Regions from separate parts of the Mus musculus genome. Here region 2 is linked to region 1. Evidence: chromatin contacts called from public HiChIP or PLAC-seq data. All regions are on one chromosome and are shown on one strand. The core of a region is the stretch at or near the end of the contact, and the rest is flanking DNA. Distances in the headings are between cores, read along the strand shown. Region 1 has its middle 9.6 kb from the start of Gm32403. Region 2 overlaps Nfe2l3 (nuclear factor, erythroid derived 2, like 3).

The links. HiChIP or PLAC-seq counts read pairs in DNA pulled down with a chosen protein or histone mark.
Region 2: a contact with region 1 is called in an H3K27ac HiChIP or PLAC-seq map of embryonic stem cells, with 7 read pairs. The contact joins two enhancer-like sites. A contact is called at or near these places in 3 of 39 promoter capture datasets (all in embryonic stem cells), 2 of 15 datasets of contacts at CTCF or cohesin (pro-B cells and stem cell-derived epiblast-like cells), 71 of 484 Hi-C or Micro-C datasets (B cells, the C2C12 cell line, the CH12 cell line and 26 more), 9 of 115 datasets of contacts at active chromatin or transcription factors (cardiomyocytes, effector CD8 T cells, embryonic stem cells and 1 more) and 2 of 9 other capture datasets (embryonic stem cells and macrophages).

Annotation. Positions count from the first base shown.
Region 1 is chr6:51,214,537-51,219,427 of GRCm38.p6, reverse strand. No RefSeq gene overlaps it. Among named protein-coding and RNA genes, the nearest start is that of Gm32403, 9.6 kb to the right of the region's middle. Within about 2 kb of position 2,782, at least 48 of the 459 cell types and tissues checked have an H3K27ac peak or open chromatin away from gene starts, as enhancers often do. A contact at or near this core is called in granulosa cells, where this site is marked.
Region 2 is chr6:51,436,146-51,441,073 of GRCm38.p6, reverse strand. The region is part of intron 1 of Nfe2l3 (nuclear factor, erythroid derived 2, like 3); the gene reads right to left. Among named protein-coding and RNA genes, the nearest start is that of Nfe2l3, 5.9 kb to the right of the region's middle. Within about 2 kb of position 3,178, at least 22 of the 459 cell types and tissues checked have an H3K27ac peak or open chromatin away from gene starts, as enhancers often do. A contact at or near this core is called in granulosa cells, where this site is marked.

The DNA of each region.
Region 1 (4,891 bases), core at 1,533-4,032:
AAAGAAGAATTTGTGAGCAAAACCAACGGCCTTGTGGCAGGTTCTTCACCACATCTGACAAAGACTCTTCTCTTCCCAGAGGCTGCCCTTGGCCTCTCTGTGAGGGTTGAATGTATTTAATTAGAAGTAATTTTTGGAAATGAAGGAAAAATATTAAATTATCTGGTCCAGAGCAAAACAAAGGACCCTGATTTCAGCTATCCATCAAGAGTTGACATCGAGGGTAGTGCATTGCTGTAACTCAAATGAAAATATCCCACTTAAAAGCACAATGCCCTCATCCACGCCATCGTTATAGGAAACCATTAAGGCATTTGCTCAGCACTGTGTGCTGGGATCATGCTGTATAGTTATTTTGATTGCCCAGCAAACCCTGCTGAGGCAGGCCCTCCGCTACATCTTAAACCAAAGCGGAGAGAGGAGATTAAGTTACTTAGGTTTTCGAGAGAATAAATGAGTGGACCAGAGTGAGACCTCGGACGATAAAGGCAACTGTTTTAATCTACCCACCCATCACGTTAGAAATTTATTCACTGTATAAAACGTTACTTAATATGGGCCTAGACCTTGTATATGAATCACTGCTGTGGTTTGACAATGTTCCTTCTGAAAGGAAAGTGCTGAAATTTAGTCCCCATTAAAAGATTCTAAGAGACAGGATTTGCAAGGGCTGAGGCTCTGCCTTCATGAGGGAGTGGCTCTCCATCCTATGATTAAGAGTGTAGAATGTTATCTGAATGTGGGTATCCTATGAGGGAGTCAGGCCAGCTCTCTCTGGCCATGCAGCACCTTACAGCATTCCAGGACTCATTCAGGAACAGGGCCATCGCCAGATCAGCCCCTCAACCCGGACCTAGAACTACAAGCCAAAATAAACCTCTTTTCTTTATAATTTGTCCCGTCTGCTGGTATTGTGCTATCAGCAACACCAGACAGACTAAGGAAATTACACTGTTGGGTAAATTTTAAAAACCTCTGAAGAGTGCTAAAAGCCTCTAAAACGGCTAAGCCAATGTATCTGAAAAGAGAGGGCCTCACTGTGCTGTTCAGCAAAGCTGCAATGGCTGTAAGTCAGTCCACAGACTAAGGGCACTCCAGGGAGGAGGGCACGCAGGAATCTAGGTCCTCCTCAGCTCACTGAGTGGGTTCCAGTACCCCAGTGTAGAGAGGAGCAGATGAGGGAGCCAGGCTGTCTTCCTCAACGCTGGACCAAGTTACTGTGCTGTCCTTCAGCCCGTCTCTCCATGGGCATCACCCTGTGGCGTCTATGGCTGAAGCCAGACCCATTGCAGCCCTTGGTTCCCTTGCAGAGCACAGTCAGTCCCCTATTCCAAGACTGGCTTCAGTTTGATTTTCAGGTCTTTGTTTTGAATTTTGGATTAAAATGTTAGTGGTAGTTCTGTCCAATTTTTGCTTGGAATAGATGATATGTCACCTCATAAGTATGTTGTGGCCTCACATTTTCTTACCACCATATTATCTCCAAAGTCCTTGCATACATTGTTCATCTCATCTGCTTCTGGTGACAGAAGAATCTCTGATGGTCAAGGGGACCACTGTTCCTCCATTTCATTTGCTTAGGAAGCTGGGAAGCAAAACCTTCTGCTGAGGGAGGATACATCATGACGGCCCAGTCCCTGACCCTGCCTGTCACAAAGGATTGAAGTGGCGTGTGCCTTACCACTGGTACTGTTCTGGCCAAATGTCAAAGTCAAACCTCATCTTTTTCTTCCTGTCTTCTTTTATCCTCTTTGTGTCCCCCCTTCCTCCCCCTCCCTCTTCTCTCTCCCTCCCTCCCCCTCTTTGTCTTCCTTCCTTCCTTCCTTCCTTCCTTCCTTCCTTCCTTCCTTCCTTCCTTCCTTCCTTCCTTCCTTCTCTCTCTCTCTCTCTCTCTCTCTCTCTCTCTCTCTCTCTCTCTCTCTCCCTCCCTCCCTCCCTCCCTCCCTCCCTCCCTCCCTTCCTTCCTCCCTTCCTTTTTGAGACAGGGTTTCTCTGTATAGCCCTGATTGTCCTGGAACTCACTCTGAAGACCAGGCTAGCCTCAAACTCAGAAATCTGCCTGCCTCTGACTCCCAAGTGCTGGGCCACCACTGCCGGGCTCTTTCTTTCTTAATAATGGTGAATCAGTGATGGTCCTGGCTTCACCCTGTCTGGATTTGCGTAGGAGGGGGGAGGGAGGAGGGAGGGAGGGAAGGAGGGAGGGAGGAGGAAGGGAAGGATTGAGGGAGGGAGGGAAGGAGGGAGGGAGGGAGGGAGGAGGGAGGGAGGAAGGAGGGAGGGAGGAAGGAAGGAAGTTGAGACAGAGCTGCCATGCCTGAGTCTGAGCACGGGGTTAAGCTCTGCCATTCTTCATATGCAGAGAACTGGGTGCTGGGAGATCTTCACACCCTAATTTAGGTAGTAGGATTTATTTATTTATTTATTTATTTATTTATTTATTATCAGCCACAAGACAATTCTAAAACAAACGGTAAGAGAAGATGGAAGTGAACTTGAAATGGTGTGAAAGAGTTGTCACTAAATGTTCGGGACTATTAAATGACTTCCCTTGGTGGTAGTGGGCACAAGTGTAGAGTGTCACGGTCTTGCTCTTACATATTCATAAGACAGGATTGCCAGTGGAGCAAACAAACCTATGGCTGGCTCCAGACGGCTGGCTCCAGACGGGCACCAACAGCGACTTAACTTACTGATTGGTCAGAGCTCTGACTTCCACTTTGCATCCTTGGCTTCTGCAGACAACTTTGACCTCGTTCTGGAAGGAGGTCGCATTTGGCAGGCTTGCTGAGCTCCTTGTCAGAGCCTCTCTCAGGCTGGCTGCCAATAACCCTCCCAGTTACTGTGTTGTAAGTCTGAGGAAAGTTGTTTTGGGTCATCGCCCAGGGCCTGATGCCCCAGTTGTTGACACATATGTCACAATCTTTATATCGCTTTATAGAGCTAAAATTACACATCACGAGGAGTAGAGAATTTACTCTCTCTGCAGTTGTAGCAATTCTGTAGTCTGGAACCTTAAACGCAATGTTCCCTTTATAAATAAAAATTTAAAACCTTCATGTCTACTATGTTTGGAAAGGCAGAAATGGCTGGCCCCACTAACTTCTATCCTGTCTGTTTGACTTGCATAATTTGGGTGAGTTTCTGTTTCCTGAGAACACATGCCCTCATTAAATCTCTGGGCATTTGGATACTGCTAGAATTCCAATATGTTTAAAACAAAATCAAGCGTCACCTGTCCACATTGTGAATGTGACACTGCTGCCCACAGAACCTTGAGTTTTCCTGGGAGATTTTCATCCTTGTGTTTAAGGCAGCCTCTCACATGTTTTGTTTTGAAAAGTGTGACGTCCAATCAGAAAGGAGATGTGTATTTAGCAAGGAGGTAGAAGAAGGTTCCATAGGAACAGGGTGAGAGGGAAGAAAAAGAACAAAACAATCTCCATTAGCCTTTGCCGCAGGGTCTCGAGCTATTCTTAATCTTGACAGCAGGATTAATGAGGGGAAAACAGTCCCCAGAAGAAATGTGGTCAGAGGCGCTGACCTACCCTCCATCCCCTCACGCCAAGAGGGACCGAGTCTAGAGAAAATTTCCCCTGTGAGGGTTACTGGGAAAACAAGTCTTTGGATCTTGGTAAACACTCATCGACCTTGGGAGCAAGCAGCCTGGGGTCAAAGCATAACAGAGCCTCAAGGCTGAGGAAGAACCTTCTGGAAGGCTTCGGGAAGATCACCTATAACTTTATGAGACAACGTGGAGCCCTTACAAAGCTGTGCTGGGTAGAGCCAACCTATGGTCCGTGGCAGGCGGAGCCCTTTGTGGGCAGAGCCCTTCGAAGGCGGAGCTTCCAGCTGGGGCCCTGGGAAAGATGTCAGGAGAAAGCAGAACTTGGAAAGTCTTGGAGGAGATGGGTACAGGGGATAGGAGAGTGGGAAAGAGGTATTGGAATGACAGGAACGGGGAGTGTTGTAGTGAGTTGTAGCAGTTAAGATGCAAAATCTGCGGGCAATGGTAGTATACACCTTTAATCCCAGCGCTTGGGCGGCAGAGGCAGGTGGATTTCTGTGAGTTTGAGATCAGCCTGGTCTAGAGATCTAGTTCCAGGACAACCAGGGCTATACAAAGAAACCCTGTCTCAAAATAAATAAATAAATAAATAAATAAATAAATAAATAATTTTTTTTAAAAAAAAGGAAAAACTCTCTTCTGTATGCTCTTCTCACTTAGATTGTCTAGAACCCACCCTTCACAAAAGGTGGAAATGCTCAACAGAGACTGTACAGGACAAGAAAGCAGCCATTTCCCAGGCTAAGGTCAGACTCTCCTACATAAAAACATGCACATAAGGGCATGGCTTGTTTCTCTGAAGTCAGAGATGTGAGAAAATACACTGAAGGTGACTTCAAATCAGTACCTCCATAAAAATGTATTTTGTTTACAATTTATACACCCAATTCCTCATTGTCCATCAACATCTAAGTAGTGGGTAGATGCCTCAGTGATAGGAACACCTCACGTTATGAGCTGAACAGTCTCATGTCAACTTGATATAAGCTAGAGTCAGCAGAGAGGAGGGAGCCTCAACTGGGAACTGTAGATCAGGCTGTAGGCAAGCGTGTAAGTTGTTTTCTTAATTAGCGATTGATAGGGAAGGGCCCAGCCTATTGTCGTTGGGGTGGCCTTGGGTTGATGGTTCTGGGTCCTATAAGAAAGCAGGCCGAGCAGGCAGGAGAGCAAGCCAGCGAGCAGCACCCTCCATGGCCTCCGCATCAGCTCCTGCCTCCAGGACCCTGCCCTGTTCGAGTTCCTGTCCTGACTTCCTTGGATGATGAACTGTGATGTGGATAGAAGAGATGTGTTTTGGTCATGGCGTCTCATCGCATCAGTAGAAAC
Region 2 (4,928 bases), core at 1,929-4,428, 220 kb before region 1:
CAACTTCCAAATAGAAACCTGAATGTTTAAGACAAGGACATGAGCTCCAAGCCCTGGGATCATTTTAAATAGAGCCATTGCTCTCAGATGCAGCCCCTTCTGCAGGCTGAAGTTTATTGGGAGTTTGTGTGTGTGTGTGTGTGTGTGTGTGTGTGTGTCTCGGGGTGGGGGTGGGGTTGTTCCTTTATTGTCTATTTATTTAACGTGAGTTTATTCCAACTATTTTGGCCAAATAGCCCAACTGGTTCTCAAAATGCCAGATCTCCTGTAGCCCAGGCTGGCCTTAAACTCCCAATCCTCCTATCTCTACTTCCTGAGTATTGGGATTACAAGCATGAAGTTCTACACTTTGTTGGTGCTAGTGATGAACCCAGGGGCTCCTGCATCCTAGGCATGCACTCCACCAACCCTCAATTATGCCTTGATCACAGTTTTGGGGAAAGGATTTACATGTAGATGCAAACTCTCAGCTATTCACTATGTTAAATAGAGGCACCTGGTTAACGTGTGCCCCAATCATGATATAAGATGCTTAAGAAAATTCTCTCCTGCTCTGACAATTTACATTAAAAAACAAAGAAGACATTTAAAAGCCAGATGTAGTGGCACATCCCAGCACTTGGGAGGCAGAGACAGGTAGATCTCTGTGAGTTCGAAGCCAGCCTGGTCTACAAATGGAGTTCCAAGACAGCCAGGGCTATTACATAGAGAAACCCTGTCTTAGGGGGATAAACATATGGCTCACTGGTTAAGAGCACTGGCTGTTCTTCTCTAGGACCTGAGTTCAATTCCCAGCGCTCACATGACAGCTCAAAACGCTCTGTAACTCCCGTTCTAGTGGATCCCTCACACATGCAGGCAAAACACAAAATAATAATAAATAAATTTTTAAAACTTCAATGTGAAATCTTGCCTTGAACAAAACAAAAGTGATATCTATCTATCTATCTATCTATCCATCTACTATTTGTGTGTGTGTGTGTGTGTGTGTGTGTGTGTGTGTGTGTGTGTGTGTGAGTGCATGTGGAAGTCAGGGGACAACTTGCAGGAATCGGTTCTCTCCTCTCATCATGAGGGTCCTAGGGACTGAACTCAGGTCCTCTTGTCTGATGTATTTACTTATTTGCAAGCTAGCTCCTTATCCTTCAGTCCATTCCACTGTCATCCAGGCAAATGTTACCTGAAATGTGGGACATCAGAGGATTTTTGAGAAATTGAGTTTCAACTTGAAAACACCTGCTTGGTCGGCTGACACACTATTTCTGACCCTCCCTCTCTTCTATCTGCCTCATACATCAAAGCAGCTCCTTGACTCTCTAAAGTTAGCAATCACATTCCACAGGCAGACTGACCTCAGCACCAACAGCCCAGTTCACAAAAGCAAGAGTTCTTCTATAGGAAGGGAAGGAGTCTGTTCAACAGGCTTCAGCAATCTCCTGGAGAGGATGAGGTTTCCTGGAGATTGGTCGAGGAACTCAGGGTTTCTATCAATACACAGGAACCAAGCAGAATCTTTAACATGCCCCTTATCCCGCACAAGAATGCGCCCAAAAGGACATTAATATTCCCTTCTCATCAATTTGGAAAGCCATGTTTGCAGAGGTCCTAAGAGGAGGTGGGGCTGAAGTGGTTTTATTTGTCAAGGCTTCTGGTGTCCATGGACTCAATTAACTGAACAGGCTATATGCTCTGTAGGAATTGATGGATGTAGGTATACCAGGCTATATGCTCTGTAGGAATTGACAGATGTGGGTATACCAGCTGACTTTCAGTATGATCAGTAATTGAGTAGTCACATCCAGTCAATTGAAAACCCTCAGAAACAACATTGAGGCTTCCAGGAGGGGAAAGCTGGCAGTATCCTGACCTCTGATGAGCTGTCGGAGTGTTCTACTGTCCCGCCGTCTGGATTTGCCAGTTCCTACAACTGTGTTGGCCAACTCCTTCATTTGTAGAAGTGTGTGTGTTTATTCATTCATACTCTGTGCTTTCTGTTTTCCCCGACAACTCCTGGCTGTGAAGATGGGAAGCCAGTTCTAGCCCTTGGAGGCTTCCCAAGGCACGGCCACATTGTGCCAGCCACCACCTGCTACTCAAGCACAACAATCGAGACACACGCCTCTGCCATCTCCAGCTGCCCAGAGGTGTATGAATTTTCCTAGATCCCTCATAGCTGCCTCTGCGGAGCCATTCCCACACGAGGCTGCCCTGAATGCCAGCAGCCTGTTTTTCCCTTTGAAATTTCCAAGTGGGTGGGTGAGTTGGGGGCATGGCTAACTCCGTGTTTAGGAACAGTAACCAGTTCTATTCCAGGCGAAGCCACTAACTTGCTCTATCAGTTTAGGCAGTCCCAAATCTTGCCACCTGGCCCAATTATAGTGACACTTGAAAGTTTGCTCTTCAATGACCTATTTGCACTCTAGTGGCCAGTGCAAAATGGTCAAGATCTCAGAGCTGACCTACTTTCTACTTGATGACCTGGCCTTGAAGGATCCGAAACTGTCACAGCCATGGCATCCACAAAGTACAAGCCCCAGCAGGGTGGCCCTGTAGATCCTCAGTTGCCACAGGGCAGATCCTGCAGTTCAAAGCAGAGGGTGCTCTGTGTTGGAAGAGGAGGTGTTTTGTGGATAGGTGGCAGTGGAGCCAGTCTGAGGATTTAACTGAACATGAGAGGAATGAAAGGCTGGCGTTCCGGGCAAAGATAAGGGAGGCAAATGTGATCCTGGGTTGTCTGGGGAAAAAGAGGGAAAGGCAGTTTGGGCTGGAAAGTAGGTCAGAGGCAGTTTGTTAGCAGGCTACTCCTTCAGCAAGGTCGGAGGGTGTCACAGTGGCCACACCTGGGGACCCTTGAATGACAAAATATGGAACAAGAAGGTAATGAGAAGCTGGTGGAGCCTCCTCAATGGAAGTAGGTGAAGTAGCGCCGGCAGCAGAACAAAGTGGGGGGTGGGAGGAACTCTGGGACCCTGGCTGGATGACTGATAGCGAACATGAAGGACCGACCATAGCTTACCATCTCGGGTCAGCTTGACTGGCACCCTGTCATTTATGCTCCCCAAGCCTGTTAGCACCCACTCTACAGGAAAGAGAACTCAGGATTCAGAAAGGGAGAAAGTAGGTGGCAGGTCACACATGCAATGGAGACAGCCTGGTTGGCTTGGCTTGGTTCCAGCACCTTGATTCCTAGACTGGCTTACCCGGAATCCTGAGCCCTGTGTACTGGATTCCTACTAAGTGAGCTAAGCAGGAAGACAGAAAGTGGGGAATAAATAAGTTCTCAACAGGACACAGCAAGCGCTGCCACGAACAGCCCCATGAACTGACTCACTCAGTTTCTAAGAGCTGCAGTAGAAGCAAGTAGAGTTGACAGAAGGGTGATAGGATAGACCTTGTCCTCTAAAATGTCCATTAACTTCTAAGCCCTAAGCCCTAAGAATGTAGCTATATTAGGAAACCTGGTCATTGCAAATGTAACTAGGTAACAAGAGAGCCTGGTGGGCCCTGGGTAACTGCCCTTCCTATAGAAAGAAAACATGCAGGGAGGAGTCATGAGAGGGGGGAGGCAGAGGCTGGGGAGCAGAAGCCACAGGATGCCAGCAAGCCCAGCAAACTACCAAAACTCTCTCCCATCAGTCAGCCCTTGGAAGCAATCAACCAGCTGATACCTGGCCTTGGCCTTCTTGTCTCTCAGTAGATTTCTACTGAAGCAGCCAGTTTGCGGATCCTGGTACAATGACCCATGACCAATGCCATTCTTTCCCACCTAAGGGGCCACAGTGTATCCTTACAATGTCCACCACTAGCAGAAGGAAACCCCAGTGTGAAAGCACACTGCCATGAACAGAGGCTACGTCTGCACCACAGCTTAGTGACTACTAAGTGTTTGTTTCCCACCTCTGACCAACTGCCTACCTGCTAGGTCTTTCTCTTCCTATTTTGGATTAAATATGGACTATAGTGAGTCTATGACCTGAAGGAACCATCCTAAAGGAAGTTGGGATGTTTGGTAGGATCGCTCACACAGCAGAGGGTTGCTGTCACAGGAGATGAAACCACAAGATGACCACAAGCTAACTCACTTCCCAATAGCTCTTTGAAACATATAGCTCTTTGATATATATATTCAACTCCACAAAACTGTTAATTTAATTTTTTATTATTTCTTTTGATGTGTACAGGTATCTGCATAGTGACATGCATGTATGTCTGCATACCCCGCATGTAATGCGGTACCTGCAGATCCTCTGGAAACGGTGTTACAGATGGTTGTTAGGCACTATGTGAGTGCCAGGACCCACTGCATCCTCTTTAAGGGCATGGAATGTATGCAGTGCTCTCGGAGGCAACAAGAAGGTGTTAGATTCGCCTGGAACTGGAATAACAGACAGTTGTAAGTCACTGTGTAGGTGCTGGGAATGGAACCAGGGACCTCTGGAAGAGCTGTAAGTGCTCTTAACTCCTGTACCATCTCTCCTGCCACCATAGCTTTATTTCTTGAGGATCCATCCTTCCCTGTGCTGAGCCTGGGCTTCGTCAGTTCTAAGTGAACAGCCATGGTTATAAAAGGTATCTGTCAGCTCTGGGGAATTCCAGGGTCTGTTTTCATAATTATTTGTCCGTCTAAGAAATGAAATCAAAGCAGTGCTTGCTTTTGATACTTTGAAAAATCCCCTATTCTAAAATGTTTTTGTATATGCATATAAAAGCTGTGAAAATTGTACTCTAAAACAAGACTCTTCTATGACTCAAATGTAAGTCACTGGAATTATCAGGTGTCGGCCATACGCATCCACTCCCTAATAAGCAAGCTGGGCATAGAGACAAGTCTGAAGGAGAACAATAAATGTTTTCAACTGCAGATTTCAAATATAGGGGGAAAGAACAAGGGCGACTCAGACACCCTGTTGGCACTTAACCCTTGCTTT